Linked DNA regions of Larimichthys crocea: region 1 is linked to region 2. Evidence: chromatin contacts called from public Hi-C data. All regions are on one chromosome and are shown on one strand. The core of a region is the stretch at or near the end of the contact, and the rest is flanking DNA. Distances in the headings are between cores, read along the strand shown.

Region 1 (6,283 bases), core at 1,098-3,597, 170 kb before region 2:
AGTATTAAGCCTACACATAATTATCTGGTAAAGTACTTAAGATGAAAAACTTGAAACATTAGCAGCAGCACTTATAATCTCTCTTGTTCTGAGAAAGGTAACAGTAAGATTACTAGCCCTGGAAACTTACAGCAACATGTAGGACTGAACACAGCTTCAATCATCCCTGAGGAAGGTGACAGGAAAATTAGAGGGCCTCTATTTAACAATTTCCCGCAGAAATGTTGAGAGTGACGAGTGAGCTGAGCATGTTCATTTACACACAGGAGCAGATAGCATTAGCATGTTAGCAATCAGCATGTATTTAATTCTTAGTGGATAATGCTAACTGCTAGCGCGTCAGCACGGCTGCAGGTTTTGAAGGTGTTATCTTAGTGAACTCGTAGAGCTGCTGAACCTAAACGTGGCACCGCAGAGTTTACACTGAGCGTCTTTGTCATCATTACTTAGTTTGAAATGACTCCGGGTCTGTCGCCGCGTTGCGTTCAGGTACGTTCGCTGTGGCCTAGATTAAGCAACGGCGCCCTCAACTGGCGACACCATGAAATCTCACTGAAAAAACTTCTGTGGAAAATGGCCCTAGATTCAGTTAACCCGATTAATTTAATTTAATCGATTAAATTCTTTTCGACAATTAACCGATTAATCGATTAACTGTTTTACATCCCTAGTATGCATGCATGTATGACTGTTCCTATTGTTTGTTTTCAGCAGTCGTATTGTTTACCTGATATAAACATAATATTTTAATACATACTATAAGAATAACAGTGGTAAAGGTTTTTCTGACTTTATTTGACTTTTAATTAAATGTGAAATGATCAAAAATCTCTCTACTTATATCCACAATCATTAAACAGTGTTTTTTTTTCCCATTCACACTCAAAACACTGACTTTTACCAGCCTACATATAACGCACAGATCCAGAAGGTCTGGGTCCTCTATCAGACAGAGCAAATTACATATTTATTGAGGCTCCAAAAATCCATCTTTAGCAGTGGAGTTTTACACAACGCCTCTCCTAAATATTGTTTGTTTGTTTGGAGTGGATATATCTACCTAATTATCTTGTGTCCTTGTCCCATTCTGTGTTTTTATTTTTTTCTACCTCAGTATTTTATTCGATTGTATTTTTATTGTATTCAAACATACTGGACTGCTATGACGACCACATTTCATCAACTTTCATTGTAATAAGAAAGCCAATAAATGTTGAAAAAAAAGGTTGTTGTAATGTTTAGTTAGGGTACATCAACAGTGATATGTGCTTTGTCCTGTGATACATTTTTATCCACTGAAATAAGCATTATGCGTAAATAATTATAAATAAAAAGTTGGAAAACTAAATTTTCCAATGATCTACTGTATGTATAAAAAAACAAATATCTACAATTATCTAACAACAAAACATTAATAAACCTATAAATAAAACTTTTTGGGTGGACTACCCAAAGTAGAGCATGACAGATATAGCGATTTTTTTTTTATTTGATGTAACGTAACTTGTGGTAACTTGTGGTCATCATGTATGTGTCTACCTATTTATCTTGTGTTTTTAAGTGTCTTTGTCCCATTCTGTGTTTTTATTTTTTCTACCTCACCATTTTATTCTATTGTATTTTTTATTGTATTCAAACATACCGGACGGACTGACTGACTGTCTATCTACCTACCTACCTACCTATGTTTGTTGCCTTATTTGCTTATAACTTTAATTCAACTATAATGTGTACAGATGTTGTCTACAGCTGGATAGAGAAAAGGGTGCCACAGTGTTGTTGATGAAATATTAGGGACTCCATTAGCTATAGTACTTTTGCCCCTTGACAGAGTCAGCAGACTTACCTGACACTCGTTGCACAGGTAGTGTCAGCTGATGCTACCGTGCTAAGGCTAGTGAATGAATGACAAGTGAGCTAAACACAACTCGGTAATTAGCATTTCATAGTTTAAGAGCACTGTATCTGTATCTTTTTTCTCCCTCTCTCTCCTGGCGGTACACTCCTGTACACACACACCAGCTTACACAGGCTTACATGCTGTCGCTAACGTTAGACTACAGTCAACGTGCTTGTGAAGCTAGCTCCTGTTAGCACGCTAAACATCTGTAGCTTCGACTACTAGCAGATACAACCAAGAGTTAGGTCAGCTGACAGGAAAGCAAGCGTCAGTTTAAATAACTCACAACAGCAATACGTCGTCCACTAGTTTTGTAGCGTAACACAGAAACGTGTCGACCAGTATGTAGTTGCAATGATATACAACAACAGCAGCAGCGTGTGCGTCCTCCTCTACGCCGGATATGCCGGTTCTTCTCCGGTTGTTAAGGTCAGTTACGACCCGTTGCTAGGCAGCACCCAATTCCGAACGTGTGCCGTTGGAAAGCCTCCGCCACCTTTACCAGCCGTTAGCCGTTAGTGGACTGAAGATGCGCTAAAGTGCAGGTACTGACGGTATATAACAAACAAGGACGTAAACTACACCTAATGTGACTGTTAATGTAACATATAATAACGACTCTGGGTTAGGTATTTAAATTAACCGCGACGTTTAAGCTAATTTTTTTAAATTTGGCGCATTCACGTTAACCGTTAGGACCGTTAGTGTTAACGGCTGGGTTAACGTTACTCTCATGACAACTTCCCATTAACAAATGTTACTACGTTTATCATTATAAACATATAAAACATTAACATTTCATCAACTTTCATTGTGATAAGAAAGCCAATAAATGTTTTTAATAAAGGCAATTTTTTCAAATAATTATAAATAAAAAGTTGGAAAGTTTTTCAATGATCTACTGTATGTATATATAAAAACAAATATCTACAATTATCTATCAACAAAACATTAATGAACCTATAAATAAAACTTCTTTGGTGGACTACCCAAAGTAGAACATGACATATATAGCGATTTTTTTATTTAACATAAAAAAAAAATCGATATATCATGGACCTTTAAAATATAAATAGTTTTATAGAATATGTGTTGTGTGTGTGTGTGTGTGTGTTCCTAATTAGATGGTTACGTGTTTACATATGTTGTTTTTGTTTGTGTATTGGACTATTGTAACAAAAAATAATTTCCCCCTGGGATTATTAAAGTATTTCTGATTCTGATTCTGATATTAATGCAGAAAAAAGACTATAAAACATGGCTGTTGTATATGTGACATCACCCATAGGTTACTGTGGAGACACTGTGAAGCTCAGCGACCTCCCAGCTAATCTAAAAACTGGCAAAGACGATCAGCAGCTGAAACAACCCATCTGTAACAGCATCAAGGCGGCCGTGCTGTTAATTCTGTATAACTTTAAGCCTTGATATAATTTTAACAGGTGAGTTATATAAAAATTCACCCTCAGCACTGTTGTCATGAACGGGGAAATTAGCTATAGAGACCAAAACTGTTTTATTTACCAGGCTGTAAACATGTTTATTTCTGCTGTGAAATTGGACATTTTAACATGGGGGTTTATGGAGGCTGACTTAATCTGCAGCCAACCTCAAGTGGACGTTTGAGGAATTACAGTTTTTTTTGCACTTCAGCATTGGCTTCACTTCACAGCCATTGCCACTTAGTGGTTATTGTGGTAATGTATTGGTGTCACTGCAAAGTTTATCCAGCAGAGCGCGCTGCAATTTACAATACTGTGGCAAGCAGCACAGAGCAAAGAGAGAGGAGGCAACTCTCAGCAACGTCAGCTGCTTCACAATTATGTTTAATTATTAAACATGTTAAAGAATATTTAACCTTAACTTTCTTATCTAGTTATCTGTTTAGGAACGCCACTTTCTGAGTATCTTTATATCGTCATATCCATGCTAAATCCACACAGAAAAGGTCTATTTTCATACTAGCTCAGAAAATCACTGTATTGGCCAGTATATCGGTAAGCAGTGAAATTTTAGCATATCAGTATTGGTCTTAAAAAATCCTATATCAGTCCATTAATCCAAAGAGCTTTCATTTTTCCACAACAACACTTTACTCCTCTTCCCAGAGAAAATAGCTGTCTGTGAATGATTAACGATATTGTTTAATCTAAGGTTACATTTCTTGATTAACCACAGTACATGAAAGGTCGTAAAACATGTTAAACAGTCCCTAACCATCTGATATTCTCCCTGCAAGCTACAAAGATTTACCTGAGTTAAGAATACTCGCTTCCTGGGCATCCCAATCCTTTTAGCCCATAATATTAGTGTATAATGATAGTACTTTTGTAGTTGAATTTCTTTTCCTGTTATCTCTGCTACACACTCCACCTCTGTTTTTTTGCATTAGCAAGTTTCACAGATACAGACATGACTGATCACCACCTGAAGGTAGTTAATTCAGGGAAAACCAGTCTAAAAATTATATGAATATTAATACGAATTTGTTGTTCTTGTTCAAAGCCAGATGTTCTTGGTGTGATGAAAAACAGATTTTATACCAGAAGTTACCTGAGCTTTCAACAATCACGTGCAGACTCGCATGGCAAACAGATGTGTGTATCGAATGAGACCTTCCGATGTCTGTGATATTAAAATACCAAACATTCAGAAATCTACCAAATGTATCCCGTGTGCTAGGTTACTTTCAGAATCATGCTAGTGAAACATAGTTTATCATTATTAGTCATATCAACCACACCAGACTCATCTGTCTTCCCTGGAGGCTGCGTTACTCTGGCTCTAAGAGCCTGTTTTCGCTCTACAACGTAGGTTCATGCTTAAAAACATCATCTGATGGTTTCAAGGTGATTCTTCTTTCCAAAACTGAATGTTTTAAATGTGCAGCTTTAGCATCCATAGGCACGCTGTCCTGATTGTTTTTTTGCACTGTCTTTATGCTCTCTATTGCCTTTGGCATTAAATTGTCACATAGCGACAGAGACAACAATGTCATGGTTGAGATGCATCCCCCTAACATGAATGTATTGACTGTATCATTAAAATACATTCATTGTTATTTGTTGTTTAGTCTAACATAGAGCAATGAAAAAACAAACTGTCTGACCGCATCTCAGGAATGTTTTTCTCATCGGACAGCAGATTCCAGATAGAATTAAAAGGCAAGTCAAGTCAAATTAATATCTATAGCAGATAAAACAACATGAACTGACCAAAGTGCTTTACAAACAAAAAAGGCAGATGAAAACAAGGTCAACAGAGCATACAATAAAATCAGCAGAGAGCAAGATACAATCATAGCCTTGTCTATGCCTTGAATGAGTCATTAGAGGGGGCTGATGTGATGTGGTAGGGCAGTTTTTTTCCACAGACTTGAAACAGCACGGTCATCCCTGAACTTCCGCCCAGCCAGAGTGATGACCAGAGATGGGGTGTATGTGTTTAGAAGTTCAGACAGAGGGAGATAATCAATGAAGGGCTTTGTAGACAAGTATTAAGGTTTTAAAATGAACTCTAAATGTGACAGGGAGCCAGCAGAGGAAGGCAAGTACAGGGGAAACACAGTATGCTCACACTTACGGGAACCAGTTAATAACCTTGTAAAACCTTGTAAAAAAAAAAAAAAAGTTAATGGGAGCATGGATTACTATTATTTCACAATCTTGGAATAATAAGGAAGGTTTTACTTTTGCTAAAAGCTGCCTCTCATTAATGATCTGTCAAACTTGAACGTAGAATCAAAAACCATGCCAAGGTTCCGTGGAAAGGGTTTCAACAAAGGATGACAGTAACCAACCAAATGAATGCTCTCTCACATCTCAACCTCTCCTTCCAAGCTTGTAGGAAAAACTCAAAAATAACTCAACTTCAACATAGTGACTCCATGGAAAAGGACCGGCTTTTACTGTAGATATAAAGAGTTCATTTTGAGAAATACATAACAATATTACAAAGAATGCTGGTGGATTCAGAAGCGTCAAAAAAACACCTCAGTTTTCAGTTCGTTTAGCAAGATTTGGAACAGTCTTTTAATGTTGGTGCCATTTTAGCAAGAGGTACAGCAGGAGTATTGTCTCCAAAAAGATAGATGGAGGTGCCGTGCTTCTCTGAGCACTCAGCCCTGAGGAACCCCACAGGTAGAGCAGAGGAGGAAGAAGCACCCCCACTCATACTAACAGAGAAACTTCTACTTTTCATCTGTTACCGATAAATGATGTTCCTCTGTGTGCTATGGTGTTGTCAGATAAATGAAAATCTAATTTCTTAAATATGGTCTTTCAGGTGTATCCAGGCTGCCTGGCCCACGCAGTCAACACCGCATCTTATTGAACATTCCCAGAATCAAAGGAGTGATTGGACGACAGCTTCAGGAGACACATT
Region 2 (6,671 bases), core at 3,651-6,150:
TGCAGTTTCACCTTAACATCAGCGACCTGAGCAACCGTGACCACATCCTTGAGTTCACCCCGGCCTTATCCACCCTCAGCGACCATGTGCGCTACAGCATTGATTACGGAAACGAAGAAGGCTACTTCAAGATCAACCAGAGAGACGGCATCAGCTACCTGCATCTGAGCAAGAAGAAGGCCCTCCACCCAGGGGCGTACTACCTTCAGATCAGCAGTATGCCCCTCTACAGGAAGAAGGAGCTGGCTGAGCTGGAGGACAGACATGATAAAGACTACCTCACAGGACAGCTGGGAGACATACTGAAGATGAGGGTGCAGATCATCCTCCATTAACCATCACAAGACTGAAACGGGCAGATGTTGCCAGCAGCTGCTAATCCATTGTCAGGCTCACACTTCCCAATAGGCCAAACATCTCTGACTCTGGATCAGTGGTTTGGGGCAACTTCTACTTGCTCCAACAGTGAGAAGGGCTCGCCACCAAAGAGACAAGAAGGGGGTGGGGGGAGGGACTGCTTCATTTGATTGCCAAAGATGATTCTACATATCATAGATACAATTTCTGTGGAAAAACGCCAGCTGAATAAGGCAGTATGAAAGATTTTAGTCAAGTGAAGCGCATATTGCCCTGACACACTTCAGCTGTGTGTAAAGCACTATTGAGAGTGTGAATGGTTTTTAATTGTAGGGTTTATTGTTGTATGATATGTGGAATCAGGTGCCACTTTGAAGGGCATGTGGACTGCAGAAAGCTCTAAAGGTTGAGTTTTTTTAAAGAACTCAGCTTAGGTGGAAGAAAAGGGTGAGTCCCAATAGTCTGAAATAAATTCATTTCCTCCCCTCAGGTAAATGACTGAACAAACCTGGAAACATGAAAGTAAACACATTTCTCCTTCCCCGGATATTAATTTAATGGAGTGAAGATGGAGAAAAGATTATGATAAAGGTTAGGAGAGGAAAGGAACCCACTATGGACTATTGAGATGTAGCCATGTCTGAGCTTGAATGACTCCTGCATATTTAAACTATGCTTTTCCATCTTTCCTACTGACTAGAATAATTCATATTTACTGGTGCTAGCAACACATCCACGTAGACTTCTGAATGCACTGTACTACTATACAAAACTCTGTAGTCAACAAGATACAATCCCATCGGCCATTCTGAAGATTTCATGTCTTTGCAACAGTAACAGCTAGCTTCATAGCCTGTCCGCTCTCCTCTATACTACATGTAAATTGTGTTTATACTGTAATAATCGATGCCACTTTTAATCTATGAAGCATTTGTAAACTAGAGGAAGCCCCTAGAATAGAGGGGTTTGTAATGGTGCTTATAATGACCAACTACTTCCTTTGTAAACTGCGTATACATACACACACCTGCACACACACAACACACATTGATGATGCCAAACCTGGGCCTTCATGATTATGCACTGAGGTCTTCGTGGCCACACATTCTCTCACAAGTACAATCAGTGCTGCATTGCCACGGACCAGCCTGACACCAGTCTGTGTTCTCTGTTCACATCAGTGAGGGTTTAGTTGTAAATTCACAATAAAAACATATTTTTTGGTGTATATGTATTCACTGCTGTGCTTTCCCCTTTCATCCAGACTGAAGTACTAATGTAACAAAGTGATATTAAACACGGCTGCTAGCTTCAAGTTAGATATCCCTCTTTGGCCGTCTGGCCACTGGATCTCCAGTGGAGCTGAACTTAATATGGTTACTTTACTGGCTAGGAGGAGATGCAACTCTTGTCCTGTCCTGCACTGCCCCCATGTGGAGATCTAGAAGACTACTTGGAGGAGGGTCAGACGTAAAGTTTATCACAACATGAAGGAGACATTCCCAGTAAAGACACCAGACACACCAAACTACAAAATCAGAACTTTATTAGCACCTACTCTACATATTCAACATATACATTCTAATTATTGCAGCTTTCAGTTGCGTCCAGTTGATCCGAAACCTCCAGCACCGCGCTCTGTCTCATCAAGAGTCTGAAAGAAAACACAAGTATTTTTGATTTAACTGACTAATCTGATGAAATAAAATTTTCTTCAGTGAAACCACACAACCAATGGAAAATCTGATGTCTGCACAAGTATTTTAAACAGGTAAAAGTACTCTCTGTTGCCGGTTTATTGGGTACAACTAGCTATTTAGCTTGCCCTCACCAATATAAATGGGGTAAACAAAAAACACCTGTCAGTATAACAATAAAAATTCGACAGCACTACAAAACTACAGCCTCCAAATTGAGTATTCAGTTAGGTAAACTCTTTAAAATAGTTTCAACATTATAACCTTGATGAAGGTAGGATTTATTGCGGAACTGTTAATATTTATCGAGGTGAACCCAATAAACTGGCAGCTGCGTGTATACAGCATTTGAGTTACCTCTTGCTCCACCAGATCTGGGTAACAGATCCTCTCACACACCAGCTGAGCAACTCTGTCGCCTTTTTTCACTGAAAGAGGAACAGAAAGAGACAAAACAATCACTTGTTATTAATATTAACATCTGCACTGTTGATATTTATATACAGTTTTTGATCTGTGCAAATTACTTTCATGACATTTGCACAGAAAGCAATGAGCTCCAGACAAATATTTGAAGTGTAATGCATCCCCACTTCACATTTAAAGTCATTTTTAAATTACTTTTGGGCAGTTTTGGGTTCTCGGAAATGGAGAATGTAATTTTCACAGACAGTTTCAGGATGTCTCTAGTTTTAGTATCAGAGATGTGCATCTGGGGTGTCGTTTAGCTCAGCTGGTGGAGCATCCGCCCCATGCACGAAGGCTCAGTCCTTGCTGCACAGCCCAGGGTTCGACTCTGACCTGTGGCTCTTTCCCGCATGTCACTCCCAATCTCTCTCTCTCCCCCCACATTTCTTGTCACTCTTCAAGCTGTCTCTATCAAATAAAGCTCAAAAAGGCCAAAAAAATATATATCTTTAAGAGATGTGCATCTGACTTTTAGGTGAGATTTAAGCGTGATATGTTGTTCTTACTGTGAATGACACTTTCTCAATGTTATTTAAAGTGAAAGATCAGAAAACTCACTCCAACCTTACATCCTACTCCAGCAGAAAAGCTCAAAAAGAAGCACAGCTCTACAGTAATGTCTCGCCCTATTAATTATTAACATGGGTTAAAGAATTGCTGGTACCTTTGGATAAAGAAGTGATGATACACTGATGCCACAACTCACCTTCAAATGTGTCCTTGCCGAAGTTGAAGAGCACAACTCCCACATTTCCTCTGTAGTCTTCATCCACGACTCCAGCTGACACAGAGACATTAAAGAGAAATTAAAACGGCTGCCATGACAAATGGTTAAAACGTGGATACTGAACATAAGTAAGACTCACCACCGACATCAATGAAGTTTTTTGCTGCCAGTCCAGATCTCGGTGCTGAGAAGGAGAAATAAGAAGACACAGTTACAGCGTGTTATTTTGCATGAATTCAAATGCACCGAGCAAAACTTGTAATGCAGGATTTGCATCAGCATGTCAAACACTCACCCACTCTCCCATAGCAGCCATGTGGTACTGCGATCTGGATGTCTGTCTTCACTATGGCCTTATCCAGAGGACCAATGGAGTAATCATACGCACTGTTTCAATGCAGGGTATCAAAATTAGCTGTCACACACGGCATTATATTCACATGAGACTCGTATGTGGCAACATTTATCCAGTAAATTCAACTTCTGTATGAACATATGCTACTTCTACAAAGAGGATGTGGTATGAAAGATTGATGCAAGCTGCTCACATTAGGTCAGTGAACTCAAAACACAATCAAATTAAAAGTATAACCCACCTGTAGAGGTCATATCCTGCTGCTTTAGCCGAGCCTCTGGTGGGTGTCGTGGCATGCTCAGACAGTTTAGCAAACCTGAGGACGGGTCTCTCCTCTGCAGGGTTTGTTTCTGTCCTCGGCCTCTTCGATGGAGAAATTGCTGAAGCATCTGTAACTTCTAGGACCGGCATGTTGGTAAAGTTTTCACAGTTAAGAATAGAAAAGTGCACGAAGTAACTTACACTAACTAAAAGACTAAATGTGCTAAGCAGGAGGCAGAGCTACAACTGACTACTGCAAGCTAAAAGAAAGACACAAAGCAACTACTCCAGTTTCTTCGCGCTCCTGCAATTTGAATGAATCTCCCGCGCTGGGAGGTTGCGCCAAATAAGCCCCTCCTTTACAGACACATAACTTTTAAAACATGTTTTAACGTTTTAAAACATGGCACAAATAAAGTGCAATTAACTCCAACAACTTATATAAGTCGCTACACTACTATAAACTGTCGTTGTATTAATATATTGGGAGGAAAACCTAAATCTACAAAGAAGTAAGTCTGCTCTGTAACTATGACAACCGTTTCGTCATCACGTTGCTAACCGAGAAGGAATTCTCGCGAGAGTTGGCAACAGAAACAGCTGTAGCGTCTAAATAAAAGAGAAAAGAACACTGAGCCTCCTTTTACTTACGCATTGCACCACAATAAAGCAGCAGACGTGGTGTTGGTGGTGTTTAAACGGCTTAGTACGCGACACACACGTTATACTGCCATAAACGAGAATACGAGGGCTAGCGAAGCTAACGTGAACACACACTCGACATGTTGCTCACAGTAACGTCTTCCATCCTCATCTTATTGCTTGCCTTTGTTTCGACTGAGCGTCTGAGCGTGAATGTCTCTTGCCAAGAAACGTGGAGCAGCTGCATCAAACACAGAGGAGCACTGTAGCCGAAGAGCTCCCAGCCTGAGCAATGTTCGTGTCATATTGTTTGTCGACTGCAAGCTAACCAGCTAGCCACGCTGACGCTAACGTCCTCTCAGCTGATCGTGGCGGTGACGTCAGCCTCCCCCTGGCTGACAGCCACTCACTGTGATTACACAAACCACAGAAATGTATCTATTCTAAATTATATTGATTTGAAAACTGGTCAGTTGTATATTGGCTGAGTTTTTAGATGTTCTTTTCTTGATATACCTCACTGTGTATACTGTACTGTAAATACTGTTAATTCTGTCCACACTACCACATAGCCATACATATACATATATTTATACTGACAATTCTGTTTACATTACACTGTGCCATATTGCCACACGGATGTCTTTAGTTTGTATATAATTTTAGATTTTTAGATTTGTATATTTTATTTAATGTTTTAGTTGCTGTATGTGTCTCATGATGCCATTACTTGCACTTATACTTTGGTACTGATGTTGGTCTTGATGTTCTTCTTATGGAAAGTGTCTTTGAGTACCTTGAAAAGCGCTTTTAAATAAAATTTATTATTATTATTATATTATTATATTTATTATTATTATTATTATTATTCTGTATACTTAGCAAACTTTTTACACTTCTGGTTAATGCCAGATAGATAGATAGATAGATAGATAGATAGATAGATAGATAGATTTTATTAATCATCTATAAGGGAAATTAGGTCGTCATAGCAGTTCGTTAGTTAGCATATTTTTTTTTACATCTTTTACTTATGTCCTGTACATATAGCAGCATTGACAATAAAGTTGACTTGACTTAATTAATTAACCTATTGTCTAAGGACCGATACCGCAATAAGAGTTTATAACTCATCTACCTCTGTCAGAGCCACAGAAGTCTCCTTTTGCACTAACACTCCACTCCAAATACTGGAACATATACTTCATATCATATGTGATATGTGCAAATATAAAACATATTTGTTGTGGAGAAATTGCTGAAGTCAAAGGTCAATGGTGAGGTCAGGAAGGAAGAAAGTGTTCAGGAGCCTCTGATGTCTTATGCTGTAATATTTATTGATGCTTGATCAAGGAGAATTAGAGACACTCTCAAAGTTCATCAGAAGTTCCTGAGTTGGTTCTGACGAACTTGTGCTGGTGGATAAACTTTAAACCCAAAGATAACACCACAAATACAATACGCCCAGAATTAGTCAAAGAGAATGTCTTCACCCATGGAGGTGTTATTGTCAACACATTCTAGTCTGGAGAGACAGATGTCTGTTTACACAGACTGGAACATCAACAGCAACTATCTATTATGACTAGGAAGGCAGCAACAGGCCTCTTCGTCCCTGTCCACCACAGTGCTGAGATAGACTGGCACCTAGTCAAAGACAAACAATTAATACTGCTGAGGACCACAAGGCCCACACGTGACCTTGTGTAACCTAAGGATAGAAAATTCCATAACAATATTGATATTATGTATCATGTTTATACAATATCCTTATCTTTTTGCACATTCTATTTACATATTGATATTCAGTATATTATTTATAGTATGTATATCTAAGTATATCATAGTCAAGTATTTGTGATGCATATAGTATACACACAAAAAAAGTTTGCTAAGTATACAGTAATAATAATAATAATAATACATTTTATTTAAAAGCGCTTTTCAAGGTACTCAAAGACACTTTACATAAGAAGAACCAAAGTATAAGTGCAAGTAATGGCATCATGAGACATATACAGCAACAACAGTAACATTTGTAGACAATCAGACAATAGTGCAATGGTGCGTTATGTACTAATGTAATGCAAGTTGTGTTATGTACAGTACATTTGGTAGATGTTACAGTACATACAGTATGCACAGCATGAATAGATTGTATGTG

What was found. A called contact is a pair of places that touch in the nucleus more often than the background predicts.
Region 1: a contact with region 2 is called in a Hi-C map of muscle, with 3 times the contacts expected there. The contact joins the promoter of cops2 here to the promoter of dut in region 2. A contact is called at or near these places in 2 of 7 Hi-C or Micro-C datasets (both in muscle).

The regions. Positions count from the first base shown.
Region 1 is chrVIII:2,114,303-2,120,585 of L_crocea_2.0, reverse strand. It overlaps cops2 (COP9 signalosome subunit 2), which reads left to right and starts at 2,347. Exons shown (of 16, transcript XM_027281165.1): 1 at 2,347-2,445; 2 at 3,189-3,342; 3 at 6,185-6,283. It overlaps dtwd1 (DTW domain containing 1), which reads right to left and starts at 2,330. Exons shown (of 5, transcript XM_010745351.3): 1 at 2,187-2,330.
Region 2 is chrVIII:1,946,541-1,953,211 of L_crocea_2.0, reverse strand. dut (deoxyuridine triphosphatase) reads right to left here and starts at 4,900. Exons shown (of 7, transcript XM_019265644.2): 1 at 4,692-4,900; 2 at 3,846-4,002; 3 at 3,545-3,636; 4 at 3,389-3,433; 5 at 3,229-3,303; 6 at 2,412-2,482; 7 at 1,887-2,011. The coding sequence starts at 4,812. The coding sequence ends at 1,955. fbn1 (fibrillin 1) reads left to right here. Exons shown (of 58, transcript XM_027281288.1): 58 at 1-1,591. The coding sequence ends at 335.